2 separate regions of the Mus musculus genome follow, and region 2 is linked to region 1. A link is a contact called in public promoter capture Hi-C data. All regions are on one chromosome and are shown on one strand. Each heading gives the region's core, a stretch centred on a gene start, on an enhancer-like site or on the middle of the called end of the contact. The rest is flanking DNA. Distances are from core to core; before and after follow the strand shown.

What was found. Promoter capture Hi-C pulls out the DNA fragments that hold promoters and counts their contacts.
Region 2: a promoter capture Hi-C map of liver shows a contact between it and region 1, with 4 times the contacts expected there. The contact joins the promoter of Rab9 here to the promoter of Mospd2 in region 1. A contact is called at or near these places in 7 of 39 promoter capture datasets (the C10 cell line, the HPC-7 cell line, HPC-7-derived erythroid cells and 4 more), 1 of 115 datasets of contacts at active chromatin or transcription factors (astrocytes) and 1 of 9 other capture datasets (liver).

The regions. Positions count from the first base shown.
Region 1 is chrX:164,977,866-164,982,139 of GRCm38.p6, reverse strand. Mospd2 (motile sperm domain containing 2) reads left to right here and starts at 1,765. Exons shown (of 15, transcript NM_029730.4): 1 at 1,765-1,925; 2 at 2,077-2,146. The coding sequence starts at 1,917. Fancb (Fanconi anemia, complementation group B) reads right to left here and starts at 1,548. Exons shown (of 9, transcript NM_001146081.1): 1 at 1,330-1,548.
Region 2 is chrX:166,477,719-166,481,992 of GRCm38.p6, reverse strand. Rab9 (RAB9, member RAS oncogene family) reads left to right here and starts at 2,126. Exons shown (of 3, transcript NM_019773.2): 1 at 2,126-2,453.

The sequences.
Region 1 (4,274 bases), core at 516-3,015:
GGAGACCCTCCTGAAAGCCCACAGGAATTATAAAGCTGCAATATGCAAAGCAGCAGCAGAAACTAGAAAGACTGCCTCAGCAGAGTAGAAGGTAAGAACAACTCCAGAAAACTATCCTGTGACATTCATCTGTGTACCACGCCCGCGAGAGCACGCACACACACACTCGAGCACCCCCCACACACACACATGGGTATAATGAACAAGTAATTTATGAAACAGATGACTACAGATTTTAACCCAGCAATGAACTGAACTGTGTTTCTTTGGCAACTGCATTTCCAACCTGACCCCATATGAAACAATACTACAACCGGGAAATATATACTGCACTCCTATTTGCAACATAAAAATTAAGAACTTGAATGATTACCATTAAGAAAATAAACAGATGGAATATCACACTACAGTTAAAAGGAATGTAATCCTTACCATGATGGTTGACTTTTAGTAAAGAATATGGGTATCAAAGTAGGGAAGTGGGAGTCTAGGGGAGCTCGGAGTTACTCAAATATTTTTATGAAAGTTTTCAAACAAACTTTAAACAATGTGTTCAAATTTTCCCATAAAAACAAATATTGAAAACGCTTTGGGAAAAGATGTTAACTGCCTTTTTAAGGTCAACCAGCTACAGACTAGGTAAAACGTGGGTTGTCCTTTTTGGCAGAGGGGCAGGGCTGCTGAGGCTGGAACTTGAGGTCTCCAGCATGTGCTGGACCTGTGATCGACATCCCCAGTGCCTGGGAAAACGTTTTCTCTAATTGCCAGTACAAGTAGTCTTCAGTGTTGGTCAGTTTTTAAGAAAGGCAGCATTGTTATGTTCAACTAAGCCACCAAAGCTAATAGTTTGTTGTAGTACTTTATAAATCTAAGCTTTCACCAGTCTCGGCAATGTTTGCATTTCACCCTGGATAAGTATTGCGACCTGTCCTGCAAGCTTGGCAGCATCGTTGGCTTCTCCCCATTAGAAATCAGCTACACTCCCATTCTAGAGCGGTGACACCCACAAATGTCACTTACATGGCAGGAACAAGAGTCTACCCCCACCTCGTTAAGAACAAGTAACTCAAAATAACATCTTTCCTTTTAACTTTCTATAACCACTTAACTCAGAGTTCAAAGACGGTTGCCTTGTGAGCGTCTCCCAGTCCACAACTGTGGTGGTTATACCTGTAACCAGGATCAGAGAGACTGACACAGAAAACTCATGTCTGAGAAGGGAGGCCAACCTAGGCTACAGACCAAGTTGCCAGCACTATAAAGCCAGACACCACAGCCAAAAGAAAAGAACCTTAACAGAAATAATCGCCGAATATAGCGAATACTCACAATGCAAGTTATCTGCGAGCGGTCAGGAGAAAACCAAACCAAACCAAAACCAGTTCTCCAAGGCTGCCAAATTGCCACGTTCCAGTTGCACCAAAGGACTCCAAACCTCCCGCCCGCGCATTGCACGCTGGGACAACCGGCCCAATAGTTGCCTGAACAACTCAGGCGGCAAAGCCTGCAGGAGGTGGTAGCCAGAGGGGACCTGGGAGGGGCGGAGCCTCCGAGGGCTGGAAGCAAATGGCCAGCTGAGCTGTAGGGGCTGAGCTTCAGGGAAAAGCATCAGAGTGCTCCAGGCTACTTGGGGCGGGACACCGGTGCCAGGAGGTCGTCGGAAGGCGGGGTTTCTCCTTTAGAGAAGCAAGTGGGAGCCCAGCAGAGCACTTATTCCCGCCTCTACCCCGGACAACACTATGGGATTGGACAGTGTGGAGGCACTTCCTTCTACGTTCCGGTGTCACGCGACCCCCTCCCCCCCTCCCTCCCTTCTTGATCTACCTTTGGGCTGGGCTGGCTGGTGATGAGACACTTGGCTGCAGGCTGTGGAAGGAGCGACGGGTACAACCACAATAGGTTCCGCGACTGTGACCATGGCCGAGGTGAGCAGCACCTCATCGCTGCCTGGGCCGTGAGCCTGGAAGACAGCTTCCAGGCCCAGGGCCCGTGCGCTCCGGTGCAGGTGAGCTGTGTTGGGAGTGATCTGGGTAAGGACCGAGAGCATCTTAAGGTTTTGTTGTGTCTCCTATCCAGAATAACGCTCAGAATAAAGCCAAGCTAATCTCAGAGACCCGGCGGAGATTCGAAGCTGAGTATGTGACAGGTAAGCATGCTTTCTGTGACTTAAAGTGGGGTGTGCAGTGAGCATATCCAACTTTTACTGGTGTGTTTGTGGGTGTTTTGACGGGAGATGTTAAGAGACCTTTCCAACCTTCACTGGAAAGATGCTGTACATGTTTCAAAGGTTTTGCCATACTGTGTGCGCTGCTTTACTTGGGCAGATGGTGGGCTTCCTTTAAACGGTTAGTGAAAGTTAGAAATCAAAATGCCTAGCATCTCCTTATATCCATGGGCCTCACAGGCTATGAACATATTGGCCAATGACATAGGTGACACTGTTCAGTTCATGGCTCCTTCGCTGGCCTTTCACCAGAAAACGAACCTGGAAACTGCCATTGTACTGTTGCCATATAGTTTGTACATAATTTGGTAATCCAGTTCCTTTTATTTTGCTTAATTCCGCTTCTTAAAACCAAAAGTGCTACGCACAAGTTCTCGCTCCACACTGTACTTAAAAGTTTCTGTAAGTGCAGAACTGGTTTATTGGTTGAATAATCTGGTCACTGTCATAGAATCTTGTCAAGTACTTAATCTGCTGACTTAGTGCTTGTACATTGTTTTTAAACATTTGGAATAAGTTGCCTTGATTGATACTAATGTAGCCCCCTTCCACAAAATAGCTTACTTCCATGTTCCGAGTTCCTGTTTCCATATCTATGAAATGCAAGTAAGGTTAAGAATTAAGTGAAGAAACGTGTATCAGACCATCAAGTGTGGAACTAAATCCAGTAGGTGGTCAATTTAGATTTTGCCTCAGTCATTGGTTACCATGGAAAGAACTAAACTGTTGTATTTTGATTGTAGTGCTTGGCAGAAGAGTCATACACCTTTATACTGTTCTGTGCTATATATCAGTTCATGACCTAGAACAAATAACTAAGTCCATTCCAAGTAGCCTGGCCCGTAAATCTTTTCATGCCTCCTGGCCAATTTTCTTCATGTACCAAACTTTGTACCAGAGAGTTGCAAAAGCACTCTATTAACTTTTAGCACAGAGATCTTATTCATGTCTATTATCATCTCTGGTTACAGTAAAGAAGTACTTCTAAAATAACTTTCTATAGGAGTATACTTCATCGCTATGTGGTTTATAGTAAGTTGAGATATAACTCATAACTAATGAATTGGCCATTCTACAATCATCATTTACTTATGCTCAAGGAAACAAGCAGAAAATAGATGAATTATGCAATCTCCAAGGTCTTAAAAGGTCACCGTGATGCCACTGTCTCATCTTTAAATGAGGGAAGTGATGTGTAGTACGATTAAGCAATTTGCTCAGAATCTCGGGTGTTAGAGTCTTAGCTTGGCTTGCTATTCAAGCCTTTTGGATTTCAACTTTAGTAATCTTTCAGCAACGTTGTGATGTCAAATTAGATCATGTCATTCCCCAGCTTGAAACCCTTCACTGTCTTCCCACTGTATGTATTTAGAATAAAGTCCCCATTCTTCTCAGTGGCCTACAATTGGGAAGCCATATGTTTTATAGCTCCTAGCTACCTGCTACTTCCTTTCCTGTTATTTCTCTCTTTGCTTAGTACAGATTTGACCACTCCCTGCATTAAGGAAGATACAAATAGTAACCCAGTACACACACACACACACAAAACCAAACTTGAATACTTAGTCTAAAACAATGTAGCTGATGTATTTTCTATTTGACTTCCTTTAAAAAAAATGCAGTGACCTACAAAGTTGACATCACAATCCAAACCATGACCCACAGTTTGAAAAATATAAACACACTAAACACACTGCCTCATTTGTGTGCTTCAAGCAGAATGAGTTTGTTTGTATCTTGGGACATTTCCATTTCTCTTCCTCTGGGATGCTTTTCCCCAGTTAGTATGTAAGGCTAGGTCTTTTTTTTTTTTTTTCCCTTTTGTCTTTTTAGAATTTAAATGTATCTGTGAGGCTTTTAAATGTATCTGTCAGGCCTTCACTGGTTATTAAGTAGCTTCCTGCCCTGCTTACTTTCCATCCTAGCCTGTAATTGTCTGATTTGTTTATTGTTCATTCCCTCCAGTAGCTAATGGATGGGTTGGGTTAGTAGCAGCTATAGAAGTTGGAGGCAGAAGCCTTTTATTCATCTTACTCCTCAGTACCTTGCA
Region 2 (4,274 bases), core at 877-3,376, 1.5 Mb before region 1:
TAACTCTCCCTCGACTGGACCTCCCTACCCCATCAATGTTCCTTGCTTTCTGCTCAAGAAAATAGCTCTCTGATCTAGGTGCATTTTATTAATTTGATCATTTGCCAAGCTTGAAGTGTCTATAATAAAATTTATGTTGGGGAAAATGTAAAATGGTGTGATCGTTCATTTTTGTTTTTTTAATTTTCCTTTGAGAAGTTTTGTAGTTAGCTGGGCAGTTGTAGTGTGTGCCTTTAATCCCAGCACTTGGGAGGCAGAGAGAGGCAGGTGGCTCTTTGAGTTCAGTGCCAGCCTGGTCTACAGAATGAGTTCCAGGACAGCCAAGGCTACACAGAGAAATCCTGACTTGGAAAACCAAACACAAATTTTTTTGTAGTGTTGTGGATTGAAACTAGATCTTTGGTTGGTGGTTTAGTCCCTGGGAGCTCTAGGGAACTCTGGTTGTTTTACCCTATTCCAACATATTTACTTTTTTTGTTTTATATTTTAGTTTATTATCCACTAGAAGCCTATTTGTTTCCTACTGAGAGACAGAAAGGGGATGTATATGGATGGAGGGATGTGGGGAGGAACTTGGTGTAGATGGAGGGATACCCTATTTGAGAAAAAATGTTTTCAATAAAAGAAAAAAGATCTGATTTAGATGAGGATTGTTTTGGCTTGGTTTGGTTTTTCTGAGACTGTGTGTGTGTGTGTGTGTGTGTGTGTGTGTGTGTAACAGTCCTGGCTGTCCTGAAACTCACTTTGTAGATCAGGCTGACCTTGAACTCACAGATATCTGCCTGCCTCTGCCTTCTGAGTGCCCGGTAAAAAGACACCACCACACCTGGTTTGAGAAATCATTTTTTATATGTAACTTTTCAACATATGATTATTTAATAATATAATTACTAATAGATTACTTATAAAATATATACATTACTGAGATTTCACATTGATAATGGGTTAGAGAAAATATCAACATTTCGATGATTTAAATGTCAGTTAATGGATAAATTGTGTACTATTTCATTCTGTTTTTCCTTGTATGTGAAAAGCATAGTCATTTTTCCCTTAGAGAAGGTCTCATATAGCCTATGTACCAACTCCCTATGTGCCATGAGGATCTTGAGCTCCTGTCTCTGCTTCTAGAATGCTAGGCTTCTGTGATGTCGGGGTTGGAACCATGATTTCATGTATGGTGGACAAGCACTCGACCTTGACTTGTATCCCAGCTCACTTTTCCATATGCAACAGATTTGTATATCGATAAACCTTTACTCAGATGTCCGTGGGGGAAATATTCTGCACACATAAAAATAGATTCCTTTTTATAAGAAAAAAAATCATTGAAATTCAAACTGGAACTCAGTATTTATTATGAGCCTTATTTTCATAATTATTCTAAAATCATACTTGTGAGAAACTTTGCTAACTGTAATCTTTCTGGCGCCTGATGAAAGGTTATTACTTGAAAATGGCTCCACAAAGAGGCAGACATTATGTAAATTGTTGTGGATCACGAAAGTGAATGTCTTCTCTTAGAAACTAAACATAATCTATATGTTTATGGGGAGCTAAGAATCTTTCTTCCAGGGACTTTTATTTTTACCACCTATGTACTCAATTCCTCATATAAATCAAAGGAATACAAACACCTCTGACCCTATATTTTGCCATTATTATTATTGTTTTGTTTGTTTTTCGACACAGGGTTTCTCTGTGTAGCCCTGGCTATCCTGGAACTCACTCTGTAGACCAGACTGGCTTCAAACTCAGAAATTTGCCTGCCTCTGCCTCCCAAGTGCTGGGATTAAAGGCGTGAGCCACCACCGCCTGCTTTTTTTTTTTTAAATGGTGCAATACTGCTACGTCATAGTACTCATATGTTCTCTACTTTAAACTTTAAGAATAAATTATTATTTTGTGACCACTGTTAGAAGAAACGCAGGTGGGAAGACCAGAGCAGCAGCTAGTACAAAGAAAAACTGCGATCTTGCAAAGCAGTCTGTGGGAAGAGCAGATTCCAGACTTCCTGGCTCAGTCTTCCTTGGGCCTAATTCCTGTGATCCAGACTAGGATCTTAGCCTTAGCGGTTGGGCTCGCAGCCGCAGGCCACGCCCACAGGAAAGACCCCGACCTACAGCTCCTGGCCTGGTGCTACCGCCACAGGCCCCTCCCCGCAGCTCCTGGCCCCGCCCTAAAGACTTAGGTCCCGCCCCTGACCCGGGTCTGGTTTTACCACTCCAGACCCTGCCTCACTGCCTCAGGCCCCGCCCCGTCGCCCCACTGTCAAGGCCTCGCCCCTCCGTCTTGGCCCCGCCCCGGCCGCCCGCCATATTGGTTCTTCTGCCCCAGTCGCTCCCTCTTGGAAGCGCTCTCGACGTTCCGGAGTCTCTGGCCTTCTTCCTGCCCTGGTTGCACCCAGGCGTGTTGGCGAGCCGCCCCCAGGACGTCCAGTGTGTGTCTGCAAGGTGAGCGGGGGTCATCCTTCCATTTGAGGTCCGGCCAGAGCTGGTTAAGAGCGCGCGTAGCCTGAGCTGAGCTGCTGGAGCGGAGGGCCGCCGGGGCGGCGGGCGAGCCAAATTGGCGCGGGTCAGTAGATTGCTGGGCAACAGGGGTAGTTAGCTTGTCCCCAAGTCTCCTGAAAATTCCTACGTCAGTAGGAAGAAAGACGGGTTTTCACATTCAAGCACGGGAAGAAGATCACACACCCAACCACTCGGGACATACACGCGCGCGCGCACACACAAACACATACACGCAGACCGACCGATCGGCCTTACTAGAGAGGAAGAGATATCCCTTCCAAAAACATCATCTCAGGAAAGAGATATACCCCAAATACTTGGGAATAGGATGGTGGAACGATGCTCACGGGACCAATGACATTACCTGGGTACACACTTACACATTAGTCTTTCCCCTAACCACACGGGGACACCCACATACTCGAGACCAAACCTTGCGCCACAGTGACTGACTAATGCTGGGGAAAGCAAGCTTGTGTTATTTGAGTTTGGCGACCTCTGACATACTACCCTTTGACCCACTCAGGTGAGAGAGCTTGGAAGATAAAGCCAGGGCAAAGACCTTGTAGGCGGTTGGGAACATCGTCAGATATCAGATCTTGGCCGAGGTTTCAAAATCGCGTTCCTTTCTTCCTTCCATCTTAGTGAAAAGACCAGAGGAGACTTTTAAGTACTGACCAAATGGTTGGTGAACGTATTATGGTTCTGTTTTGTTTTGTAAATGATGACACATCCCGTGATCATACTTCTTTTGAGGAATAACTTCTGCAAGTTTCCAAATTGGCACGTGACCAGTCTTTTCACAGCGTCCTCATAAAATCAACAGACTGAATTTGGTTTTTGTTTTGTTTTGCTGGTACAAGTTTTGTCTTTTTCCTTGCTAGCACCACTGCAATGGAAAATCCCTACACTGCCTGAAATCTCAACTAGAATTGAAGGAAACCCAGGGCTTTCAACTAAGGACTATTTACCTTTTTCTTTTCGTTCTTTTTCTTCCATTGCTGGAGCCCAAACCTAGGGTCTTGTGCTTGGCTAAGAAAGAGCTGTACCCCTGTGCAAAATTCCCAACTCCTGTCTCAGCTAAGGGACTTAAGTACCCTGCTTTTACTTTGTCTTTTATTTTTATTTATTTTTATTTTTTTAAAACCTTAATAGGTTTTTTTAAAAAAGATTTATTTATCATTGTACATAAATTCACTGTAGCTGACTTCAGACACACCAGAAGAGGGCATCAGATCTCATTATGGGTGGTTGTGAGCCACCATGTGGTTGCTGGGATTTGAACTCAGGACTTTTGGAAGAGCAGTCAGTGCTTTTACCCGCTGAGCCATCTCACCAGCCCTACTTTGTCTTTTATAATCTTAGGTCAAAGTTATCACTACTTGTGTAGCACTCCAAGTAACTTAATACATTCGAGTGTCGTGTTTTCATGTCGTGCATGGCAGTGTCTTCTTGCTTTTGGGGTTCTTCGTGTGCTTTGTAGTGTTTTGCTGTACTGAAACATTTATGGCATGGAGGCTTACTTATTTAGAACATTGGGGGAATTTAAGGATATTTGTGTTTTATTTTCTGGAAGGTTAAAGTAGACAAGCAAAAATCAGAGCATCTATTGTTGGAGAGTAGGAAAATACATTTGTGGTGGTCTCTCTTTTCTAGCCTGATCCTTTTACATTTCCCCTGTCCAACTACTTCCATTTTATCCTATAGTACTCTGAAGGCCCGAAGTTCTCTTAGTAATAGCAATTTCTTTTTTCTAGCCTCCCT